Regions from separate parts of the Mus musculus genome. Here region 1 is linked to region 2. Evidence: chromatin contacts called from public Hi-C data. All regions are on one chromosome and are shown on one strand. The core of a region is the stretch at or near the end of the contact, and the rest is flanking DNA. Distances in the headings are between cores, read along the strand shown.

Region 1 (5,826 bases), core at 519-3,018, 7.9 Mb after region 2:
GGGCACACCACTGGCCCAGGCTAGAAAGACTTCACTCACCTTGTGTGTGTGTGTGTGTGTGTGTGTGTGTGTGTGTCTGTGTGTGTCTGTGTGTGTCTGTGTGTATGTGTGTCTGTGTGTCTCTGTGTGTGTCTCTGGTGTGTCTGTGTGTGTCTGTGTATGTGTGTATGTGTGCACGCGCACATGAGATGTACACAGGTACACAGGTGATAACACTGTGCTGGTCTGCTGAGCCTGAGGCAGGCAGAGAGAGAAGTGAGAGTTAGGTTTGGAGCTTTTCCAAAAGTTCAAGGCCAGCCTGGGCTACTTAGTAAGACCTTGTCTACCAGTAAGTAAAAGGAGACCCGGGGGCACAGCTCAGTGCTAAAACTATGCACGAGGCCTGTGTTCCAGTCTCCAGTTCTGCCAGAGAAGACAGCAGGGGGCAGGTGTGGTGTCCGGACCATTGCTTGCTGTGTCTGAGCACTGACTAGGGTCTGGCTGGGTGTTTTTACCTCTCATGCCCAGAACTGAAATTCAGGCACCCAGGTTTGCAAAGTAGCAAGGAAACTTTATGCAAAAGCAAAGCCATACTACAGATCAGAAAGAAATATGCTGTCAAGAGTGACCGCTGGCCACATGAGCCAGCATACTCTAGAGCCCCAATTACTGTTTGGGGTTTTTATGAGCTTTGAGAGGAGTCTTATTGCTAAGGAGCACTGCATTCTGTTTTGATTGAAAAATTTTGCCGGACAGTGGTGGCACAAGCCTTTAATCCAAGCACTTGGGAGGCAGAGGCCAGCCTGGTCTACAGGGTGAGTTCCAGGACAGCCAGGGCCATACAGAGAAACCCTGTCTCGAAAAACCAAAACACACACACACACACACACACACACCAAAAACAAAACAAAAACAGAAAAAACAATTTAGTTATGTTACCTCCCTTTTCTATTGTGCATGTCTCAATATGTAAAATTATTGAATTTTATTAAATAATTTTATTATTAAAATGTATTTGATTTTAATCAAAAGCGTTCACAAGCACGCACAGGCAGAAGACAGTAAATAGGAGTTTCTCTCAGCAAATTCACTTAGAAGACATGGTTCACCCTCCTGGGCAGGCACCTAAAACCAATTCAGGCTAGATCAGACCTCCTGGCCTCATAATGCACCTAACTGGATTATTACTGAATAGAATCTGTTCGATGGTCCGCAGAGAGCGAAGAAACTTATCCCATTACTTGGAGAGGGTTTGTCTGCATGCAGTTCCATGCAGGTTGTGAACAGGGGTCCTGGTTTGCTGACAATTGCTAGGTGATTTTTTTTTTTTTTTTTTCAGAAAAAGGTGTGTGTGTGTGTGTGTGTGTGTGTGTGTGTGTGTGTGCGCGTGCGCGTGCGCATAGTAGGTGTAGGTGAGAGTCAGGCTGCTAAGTGAATTGTTAGAAGAGGGGTGTGTGCATAACCCAAACCAAGAAGAGTTTCAGGTTTGGAGTTTCTTGGACTTGTATGTAACACTTTAGCTTAGAAGAAGTACAGTTCAGCGCTCTCGAAACACGTGGAGGTCCAACGGTTTTACTGTTCTCCCACGGCAACTTTGGTTGTGGAAAAATGTAGTCCCGTTATCATTTCCCCGTGCGGATAATCCGAGCCGCAGCCGAACCCTTCCGGATCGCAGGGCTCTGACTCAGAAAGCCGGTTCGTCCTAGCCTGGGGCGGGTCCTCCAGAGCACCGAGACGTTGGGGCAGAGCGCTCGCCGCCCTTGTATTCCGCTACGGCGTCGCTCGGGAAGTGACGACACGCTCGCCCATGCGTACTGAGAGGCAGCTCCTTTACCTCATCGCGGGCGCGACGCCCCGAGGGCCAGCTTGTGCTTTGGTCTGGCAGAGGTGGTGGCGGCGAGAGCGGCCGGGAAGATGCCAGTGGCGGTGATGGCGGACAACGCCTTCAGTTTCAGAAAGCTGTTGGATCAGTGCGAGAACCAGGAACTCGAGGTAGCGCCGCAGGGTGGGGCGGTCGGGTGGGCGCCGTTTCCAGGGTAACGGGCCGGGCCGCGGCCTGCGGGGCGCACACTCCGGGTTCATCAAGAGATGCTGCTTCCATTTGTAACGTTAAGTTAAGTTCGCTAAATAGGCTGGGCGCAGTGGCACAGGACTCCGGTGGGCACACGTCAGGCGGAGGCGAGAGGATTGCCGGTGAATTCGAAGCCAGCTTGAACTATGAAAACCCCAAAAATAAAAAATAAAAATAAAAAAGAAAGAAAAAGGAAAAAAAAAAGGGAGGGCGGGGGCTCACGGACTAAAGGAGACAGCAGCAGCTTGCGGATGAGCCTTTAGCAGACCTTGCTGAATGAATAAAGATTGAAGAGAGACAGGCCTCTATAACTACCTTTTGGTAGTCTTCTGTCTTAAGCTTACTTAAGCTTTTAAGATAACGGCCAGAAAAATAGTGCATTAAGAACCTGTTGGAAGTAGTCCCCCCCCCCTTTTTTTTAATTTGAGACCTGACCTTCCGAGGTAATGTCACTTACATATTTGTGACTATGGAAAGAAACTGATATCCAACTGCAGATAAATGACAGCTCACAACAGATCTAAACTCAGGTTTTAACCTTTGATACTTCCCTAAGCATTTTTCTGCATCTATAGTAGTGCTGGAAAACTTACTTTTTAAGTTTTCATTTTCTCTTTTCTGAAAGTGTATTAGGAAGTGAGGCTTTCCCCTCTTTTTTCGCTCTCTAGGCTCCTGGAGGAATTGCCACACCGCCAGTGTACGGTCAGCTTCTAGCTTTGTACTTGCTCCAGAACGACATGTAAGTAGCACCTTTTACCTAAAACGAAAAGCTTCCTTGAGATGATGCAGGAGTACATGCAGCAGATAGGTGTCTTTTACTGTAATCCTGTTATATCTGTTTCCCTTTTTGTCATAATTAAGAATAAATAAGCTCGATATTTTTCTTGTCGTGTATGTCTTACATACACCTAAAAACATGGTAAGTTCTTGTGAGAAATTAGCATCAAGAACCAATGGAGTTTAAAAAAAAAATCATGTTTTTTTTTTCTTTTTACTTATATTTACTCAGAAACTGGGTGGTGGCGCACACCTTTAATCCTCCCACTTGGGAGCCAGAGGCAGGCAGATCTCTGAGTTTGAGGTCAGTCTGGTCTATAGGTCCAGCTCCAGTACAGCCAGGGCTACACAGAGAAACCCTATCTAAACAAACAAACAAATAAAACCAAAGCAACTGTATATGTACTCAGTAGGAGCAAAAAAGCTGGGGCTGGGAAGGAACACTGGGAGAACCAGGGGAGGTAGACATGTTTGAATTAGTCTTCCTGGGTGGGAGGCAGGAGCTTGAGAGGGCTAGAGAATAGAGGCCTGGTGCAGTTCCAAACCTACTGTGATATTTTTACAGAAACTACACTGAGTTTCTTCATTATACATATAATCGTGTGTCTTACGACTCACTAGGAGAAGGGCTCCAGATTATAACAGCACAGTGTATGCCTGTATTGCGAGGGATACCCAAAGCCTCGAAATGGACACATTGTTTGTACCTGAGTGGTTGTGTGTAAGTCTGTGGTTTGAATGTGTTGTTATGGTTTAGGATCTGAATTGTTAGTTTAAAAAGAACTCCTAAAAAAAATTTTTTTAATTAACCTGGGAAAAGGTTATTTCATGTCCTCCTTTTTTTTTTTTTTTTTTAATTGCTTTTCCTCAACAAATTCATATAAAACTGAGTTGTGCCATGGCCTGTTTTGGTGTTTCGGCCTGTAATTTTATGTATTGACTGAGGTGACTATTTTGTAACTCATCTTTGTGTAAATCAGGAATAATGCAAGATATCTGTGGAAGAGGATACCACCTGCTATAAAGTCTGTAAGTAATCCTGCGGTGTCCCCTGTTGCTTTTAGAATACTGGCATTTACTTAAATGACAGCCTACAAGTCCTCTTTCTTTCCCATATATATCACAGGAACCGTTGTTAAGTGAAGGTTAAAGTTCCAAACCATCTGTTTCTCTAATGGAATGGTTCATGTGCTGATGGTTTCACAAGGCCTGCCATGCTGATGTGAACTGGCCAGTTCGGTACAGAGGGGGCTGAGGGGCTGAGGCATTTCAGCAGACTACTTGATTTGCTGTAATGATAGCTATTTGTAAACTGGCATTGTTTACACAGATATTCACTGCATTAAGATCACTGTTTTAATTAGATGTCTTACTTGGGATGAAGATGAAATAAATGAAGTAACCTGTGAAAAGTGTCTTGCCAGGTAGAAGGAAGTAAGATTTATTTCACTTGCTTCCTTTTCCATTCTGTTTGTAAGACGGGAGCTGCACTCAATAAGAATGAAACAGCTCAGCTGATAAGAGTGGGAGCCCTGCAAGTAGGCTCTAATTGACAGGGCCTTGATAATCAGCTTTCTGCTAGTTTTCTTCCATGGAGAAGTGCTAGCGTCTTAAATTTAAACAGCAGTGCCTACAATAATTGATCCCAAGTCTTCATTCTGAAGTATATTTTACTTTCTCATGCTTTCATTTGTAGTTGCAATAAAAACATTAATTATAGAAATTGTTAATATAACTGCTCACAGCATTTTAGAATCAGGCAGAGCCAACCTCTGGACATTGCAAAGCAGTGTTATCATCTGCAGAGTTCATAGTCTAGAACTGGGTATGCAAGTTACCTAGAAGAAAAGGGTTCCCAGTTTATACCTGTTCTTAGCCCTGTGGCCTGCACGCTGGATACACCTGTCAGAAAAGTAATTTCATCTCCTAAAATGAATGAATAGAGTATATTTTAATGATACAGCTAACAAATTTTGTCATTTCTGATATTTTTAAAGATATGATCATTATTAATTACAGTGAATGCTTTCAAAGACAACAATTTTTATTTCAGGCAAATTCTGAACTTGGGGGAATTTGGTCAGTTGGACAGCGAATCTGGCAAAGAGATTTCCCTGGGATCTATACAACCATCAACGCCCACCAGTGGTCAGAGACTGTGCAGCCAATCATGGAAGCCCTTAGAGGTAGTGTTTCCTTGTGGTTAAGTCATGTTGCGTTCAGGCTGTCCTTGGAGCGTGTACTGATAAACTGGACAGCTCTGATTTGGGACTCCCTTTGAGACTTGAGCTAGATCTAAGCTGATTGTGATTCTTCGTCTCAGTACTGGGCATTCTGGGGAATAGACCAGGAGCAGAGGGTGTTGCTGTGGATTCCAGGTCGCAGTTAGCTCATTGGCAGTATCTTTTATCCTCTTCATTATTACTTTTGTGGTAACAGAAAGTTTGTGACAGAGTCTCGCTGTGTAGTCCATACTGCCCTTTCCTTTTTGGGTTACTGGTGTGTTTCACGTGTGGCCTTGTGAAAGTGTTCTTTGCTGCTAACATGAAACCAGGCAATAATCGAAAGGTCGTGGTATCTGCAGGTCAAGACTTTTTGTCTGTGTATTTGAAAGTAGCAACTAGACTTTGGACTTTGTCAACCTTGGTCTTTGATAACTGTTATGTCCCCTCTATACATCTTGTAAAAGGAACCGTCAAGGAGCCTCGAGGCTCAGTTGTGTAAGGTTAGAGGCTGGCATGGTGTGGCCCTGACACATGATAGCTCTGCCCCTGCCGCCTTCCTTTCTCATGTTGCCATGCTTTGGGTCTTTCTGGGTCACTCGAGTTCTTTTTATTGCTCAGGGGATCCAATCCAGGCAAGCAGCATTGTATCCTCTAGGAGTGGACTCACTGACATTTCTGAGCCACCCAGCATGGGAGCTAGGAAACAGATTCTGGTCCTGTAAGAGCAGAATGCATACACACTCTTTGTGGGCCCACCACACACATCATACAATG
Region 2 (6,044 bases), core at 2,095-4,594:
TGCTCAAAGGGACCCCGCTGGCCTCCAAGGATACCCACATATAGGTGGCATTCAAGGATACCCACATATAGGTGGCATTCACTAGCACAGGCACTGCCACATAAATACAAATAAATCTTTCAACATTTTTAACTGATTAACAAAACGTTTGTTTCAATTTTGGTGCTTCAACTTTGGAGTTTCACAGTGTGCTAAAACAACCAACTTGTCAATTGTTCTTTTTTTGCAAGATAACACATTATTAATTTATTTATAAAAGTATTAAAAATGTTTAAATTTGAATTTTATTGTTAATTTTACAAAGGTTTTCTATATTTCAAATGTAGCTTGCTACCACTAAACTTAATTTAATATTCTTCTCAATAACCACTTGAAATTTATTTAAAATATATCAAATATTTTATATTGTTATATCCTGACAAAATTATAATGTATTACAATGTACTAATATTTCTGTAAATATAACTAAAGTTCTATTGTTTTGTCAAAATAAAAGAAAAGGAACAATTCTATCATATTTTGGGTTTTTTTTCTAGTGGAAGATAGTTTATTTTGGACTGTAAAAATAATAGTCACTATAAAGCAATACACAACTTTGAAATTAAGAAGAATATCAAAGAATACTAATTTTCACCGAAAATAACCATCAAATTAAGATAGTAAGAGATAACTATAGTATTCTGAATCTTGATGCCTAAAAAAGTAACCTTGCCATAAACGAGAAACAGTAACTGAAGAATGTCTGAGTTGAAAAGGGGAAATAAGGTAAAACCTATCAGGGTTTAATCCCTAATGGGAAACCTAAGTAGCAATGGCTAGAAGTCATGCATCAGGATGAAGCTAAACTAAGTGGATGAGATTATTTGGTTTTATATATTATGAGGTTATAGAAAAAGCCAATGGCATTAAGTCACAAACAGAAATGTACACATGAGTGAGAGAAGAAAAGGAAGACCCATCATGAATCTATAATACAGGACACAAGAAGGAATAGACTTCCATGTGCATGGAAGAAGCACCATTCATGCCACATAACTTTTCATTTAAGACTGTATCACACACTATTAGGTGCTCTGACATTCTATGAAACACTGTCTTGTTTAATAGACTCACATGATGCCCAAAGATAAATGATAAATCAGGGTTACAGAAGAAGACCTGGGTTTGATAACTGAATTATGGATCTTTATTTAAAAGTCATTTCAAAACTTTGAAAAGAAAGGGCTAGGGACAAAAGAAAAAGAAGTCTGCAACATTTAAGAAGTGTAAGGGAGCAATAAGACCCTTGATAGGTTATTTCTCTGCTGCTGCTGAAATCAACCCATTTAAACCAGATTAGATTAGATTAAAGACAGGTTTATTGGGAAGATGCTGTCCGGCAAATGGGTGAGTTCACTGGTGCCAAGGACTGAGGACAAGGAAGTTGCCATGGGGAAAGGGAGGGATAAGAGAGAGAAAGGAGAGAGAAGGGGAAAAAAGGAGAGGGAGAGGAAGAGGGGTGAGAAAGAGGGATGAGTGAGAGGGAGAGAACACATTTAAAAGTCTTGATAATGTATGGCTTACCTAGCTTATCCATACTTACCCCCAAAGGCCTTGACTTGGAATGACAGGATAATGTTATTTAATCTGTCCGTAAAGGAGGATTACTTGTCACTATAAATTAGCAGGACACACCACCCACAGTAGGCCCCTTTGAAATAAAGATTATTTTGAGACAAAGACACTTAAAAAGTGTCTTCTCACATTTTTACAATTTACTACAATGGTCAGCTTCTGATACAGATTATAGATCCTAAGAACTTCTTTGTGTCTTCATTTTTCAATATTCCAACATACAAGCAAAAATTACTAATTAAAAGTGTATGCTTCCATTCTGTTCACCTGCTGTTTTATGCCAATTTAATTGGGGTCTCACTGAGACCTTCAGAAGGTAAAGGGAAATTTTGCTTATCTTAAACCAATATTAGGAAGGACACACAAGAATGAAATTCAGAAAGTTTGACACATTATTTTGAAGGAAAATAACACTTCTGGGGGATCATCTGAGATTTTCTTTGTTTGGGTTTTTGTTGTTGTTTTGAGTCAGGGTTCATTGTGTAGTGCTGGCAATCCTCCCACCCTCTTACTTCTGGTTCCTTAGAACTGTAGTTATAAGAATGAGCCAAAGATTGACTTTGGAAGTATTTTTAGATTCAAGACTATATCACTTGAGTAAATACTCTTCCTTTGCACAAGGGAGTGAGAAATTTGTTCTAGAATCACAGCTCATATCCACAAGCTTATGTCTCTTATATAAAATTGATGGTTGCAGATAACCTATGCACATCCTCACAAACACTTAAAACTGTTTCTAGATTACATATATTTAAACCAATATAAACATGTTAGACTCTATTAGTAGGAAATAACCACAAGAAAAAGAGCATGTATGGGCCTGGAGAGATGGCTCAGTGGTTAAGAGTTCTTCCAAAGGTCCTGAGTTCAAATCCCAGCAATCACGTGGTGGCTCACAACCATCCGTAATGAGATCTGACGCCCTCATCTGGTGTGTCCAAAGAAAGCTACAGTGTACTTACATATAATAATAAATTAATCTTTTTTTTTAAAGTATCAAGGTGTTTACTGTTTAAAAAAAAAAGAGTGTGTATGTTTGATATAGATAATGACACAGGCCTTCCACTCAATACTTAGCTGAGGCTGGTCTGGAACTCTTGATCCTATAGCTTCTAGCTCCTAAGTCCCTAATACTGGGATTTCAAGAGTGTGGCACCAGGCTCAACTATAATATGGAACAGATTGTAAAAAAAAAAATTCTTTAACCCTGGTTGGTTGTCACCAAGGATGAGAAACAGTGGGTGAAGTTGCTAGGTTATGAAAATAGAGGCACACGTCGTATTTCCTGATTTGGCTTCCCGTCTATCCTTCTATGAGCAAGTATGGTTCTTGCCTTCCAGAGGGGAGCCACAAGTTGGGTGTTTAGATTTGAAAGAGATTTCTGACCCCTACTATCTTGAAACCCAATTCAGCTTCCCCTTTTCTCGGATTCTTAATTTGTAAGTTTTAGGGAAATCACAATTAGACTGCTGAAGAATTACTTCCAATATTTAGTTATATATGCAAATTCGCGGGCCACCATAAGAATTTTTATTCAGGCGTTCCTTTAAAACAGGTTACCAGTTTACCTGCAAACGCAAGGTTCTTAAAGATCGCAAAGTCTAGAAACCCCCTCAACAGGAATCACCTGAGACGGAAGTACTTTGCCCACGACAAAAATGGCTCCGCGTCGACGTCTCAGGAGCCTGCATGCAACATCCGCCCTTCTCTCGTCACATGACCAGAAACCTACTTCCGCTACGGCTCCTGGAAGGGGTCAGTCCTGGCCGTTCTCGCGTCTGTCCCGGCCCGTCGCGGCCGCTCCGCCGCTTCTTTGCCCGGGCGCCTCGGTGCGCTCGGTCAACGGCCTCTGCGAGCGCTCACCCGAGTGCCCCGGAGCCGGCGGGCGGCGACCCTCTCTCCGGGGACTCTCCAGCAGGCCCAGGGTGAGTGCTCTAGTCTCCCCAAGCAGGACTCCGGGCCTAGCGCCGCGGCAGTGACACCCCTCTCCAGACTGGGCGGAGCGGCCCCGGCCTTGGCCCGTCATCAGGTCCCTGCCCTGTAAATATTTGGGACCGGCTTCTTCACCGTTTCTACCTCCGCATCTTGTTCTGTGAAACAAAAATCGAATTTTACTGACAAAACGAAAAACACCTATTAGTTTGGGGTTAGGAAACGGAAGGAAGCCTGTGAGTTTGGATCTGGGCTTTTTCGGGCATCTCTTCCACGGGCCCAAGCACCTCGCAGTTTGACCTTGAGTCTGTCGCGTTTAAAAGTAACTCTTTGTTTTGTGTAAAATCCGTATAACTAAAGGCCTTTGGGAGACCCCGGGCTGGCCATAGCATCCTTGCTCGCTGGAGGCGTTGCGGGCTATACCCCCGCACCCCACGCTAAGCTGGGGTCCAGGTCCCCCATAGCCCCTGACCTCCATTTGCTAAAAACTTGTCATTGCAAAACAAACAAGCAAACAAAAACAAGAAACAAACAAACAAACCAGCGTCCCAGTCCCACTAGCTCAGGAGCAGGACGCATTTTCTGGGAAGAGCAACGCTGTCTCTGAATTGGTGGTGCTCTCTAATTCCAGAAGACTAAAACTTGTGCCCAATAATGCTAAGCAGGCCTCCCACGGGGAGCCAGTGAATGGGGATGCCCTTTTTCCCAGGTGAGAAACATTCCTTTCTCCCTCAGTCGCTTTGGCTACTAATGAGATTCCCCAAAGAAAAACCTTTAGGGAAAGTAGGACCATTGAGCCCTATTTAGTATTCTGAGCGCAACTAGATTGCTTGAGGAGGGGTGTGTATGTGTGTTTATATGTGGATAACGGGTTGTCTAATTTTTGGTTTCGAGGACCTGTGAATTGAGATAGCTCCTCAGTGGTGTCTCTGAGTACATGTTTTTTTACTGAACTACTGGAAGGAACTGTGTTAGCTCTCTTCCTGTCTGATAGGGCTGCCTCATTTTAGATTTACAAAGTTTCTTCTGTTACTCTCTCCTTGCTGTTGTGACATTTTTGTTGTTAATAGATACGGGGGGGGGGGGTCCCTTTAGTAGGTTTTTGGGTTGTTTATATAATTCTAGATGTGAGCCCCCTGCCATATGACTACCCAACAAAGATCCCGTAGAATCTCTCTACTCTTAATTTCTACAGAAAGTTTGTATGTTACATGATGCCAGTTCTTGCTGGTGTTTCCTCAGCCTCTCGGAGCCCTTTGCAGAAAGTCCTTGCCTGTGCCTGTGTATCTTCAAGGTTTTGACTCAGAGCTTCAGCAGTTCTTAGATTAGACCTTTGATTCACTGCGACTTAATTTTTTTAAATAGTTTTGGTTTTGTTACATATGTTTATATGCGTACAGCAAGTTTATGGTTCAAAGGTAGTGAATATTAATTAAGGGTAAATAGTCCCTTAAAAATAGATTTGTGTTTTTAAAAATGAAAGCCAACCTAAAGAAGAAATTGAGTGTAATGTACGGGACCCCGATGAAATTGGAAAACATTGCGGATGTTTGGGTGTGGCCTAGAAAGTGGAGCTGTGGTATCAGATAGGAGTCTGAAGGAGATTTATCTCAAGGTATACAACAAGCATGTAATGACCAAAGACGTGGGAGTAAAACCTTAGCCCCAAATTAAGTTTATTTGTTACCAAAGAATACCCAAAGTACCATAGTTTTAATGAGAAAGAAAAAATAATTAGGTCCTCCTCTGTTTTATTGAAACATACAATCTAAAAACTGAGGCAGTAGTATTGTCTTAATACAGTCCTCATTTTGTGGTAACCAACTATAAAATTATTACTGTTGTTAGTTCATAACTGCAATTTTGCTATTGTCATGAATTGTATTATAAATATCACAAAAGTGTCCAACCACTGTGGTAGTCACTCAACAACCATAGGGGTCGAGACCCTCGGGTTGAGAGCTGCTGCCTTACATGGTGACTGTCTGTTCTAAGACATCAAAATTTGGTACTTTTGAAATTCTTTGTTTATTAGTGTAAAGTTGTAAATCTTTGTGGCTTTTATTTAAAGATTTTCTAGCTAAGTCCCTAACAACGGTATCATCTAGTTTCTCAGTCGCTGTTCTCCTCCCGCAGGGATAAAAGTGGCTCTCACCCTAGCACATGTGCATCGGAGCAATTTAAGGAGTTAATATGAAGCACAGAAGCAGATAGTGCCAAATAGCAAGCCTGTTGTTTCACATTTGTAAGTAAAATTTTCTCTTTGTCTCTGTTTTCTTAGTCTTTAAGCCATCTGTATGTGTCAGTTCCTCAAAAAGCAGACATTTGGGCAAAAAGAATGAAATAAACTAGTTGAGAGTCATAGTCCAACTATGCTTAGCGCACTAAGCAGTCCCCAAGGAGTATACTCATAAGGTATAGAGTATGTTTCTGGTTTTATTTGTTTGTTTGTTTTTTAAATCGATGATGAAGACATCTATATTGCTTTAACCTTAAGT

The links. A called contact is a pair of places that touch in the nucleus more often than the background predicts.
Region 1: a contact with region 2 is called in a Hi-C map of CD8 T cells, with 10 times the contacts expected there. The contact joins the promoter of Cops8 here to the promoter of Mff in region 2. A contact is called at or near these places in 2 of 484 Hi-C or Micro-C datasets (CD4 T cells and CD8 T cells).

The regions. Positions count from the first base shown.
Region 1 is chr1:90,601,657-90,607,482 of GRCm38.p6, forward strand. It overlaps Cops8 (COP9 signalosome subunit 8), which reads left to right and starts at 1,769. Exons shown (of 8, transcript NM_133805.3): 1 at 1,769-1,971; 2 at 2,719-2,789; 3 at 3,808-3,856; 4 at 4,881-5,013. The coding sequence starts at 1,894.
Region 2 is chr1:82,721,546-82,727,589 of GRCm38.p6, forward strand. It overlaps Mff (mitochondrial fission factor), which reads left to right and starts at 3,345. Exons shown (of 9, transcript NM_029409.3): 1 at 3,345-3,539; 2 at 5,683-5,791. It overlaps C430014B12Rik (a long non-coding RNA gene), which reads right to left and starts at 4,376. Exons shown (of 4, transcript XR_865578.3): 1 at 3,242-4,376. Col4a3 (collagen, type IV, alpha 3) reads left to right here. Exons shown (of 52, transcript NM_007734.2): 52 at 1-514.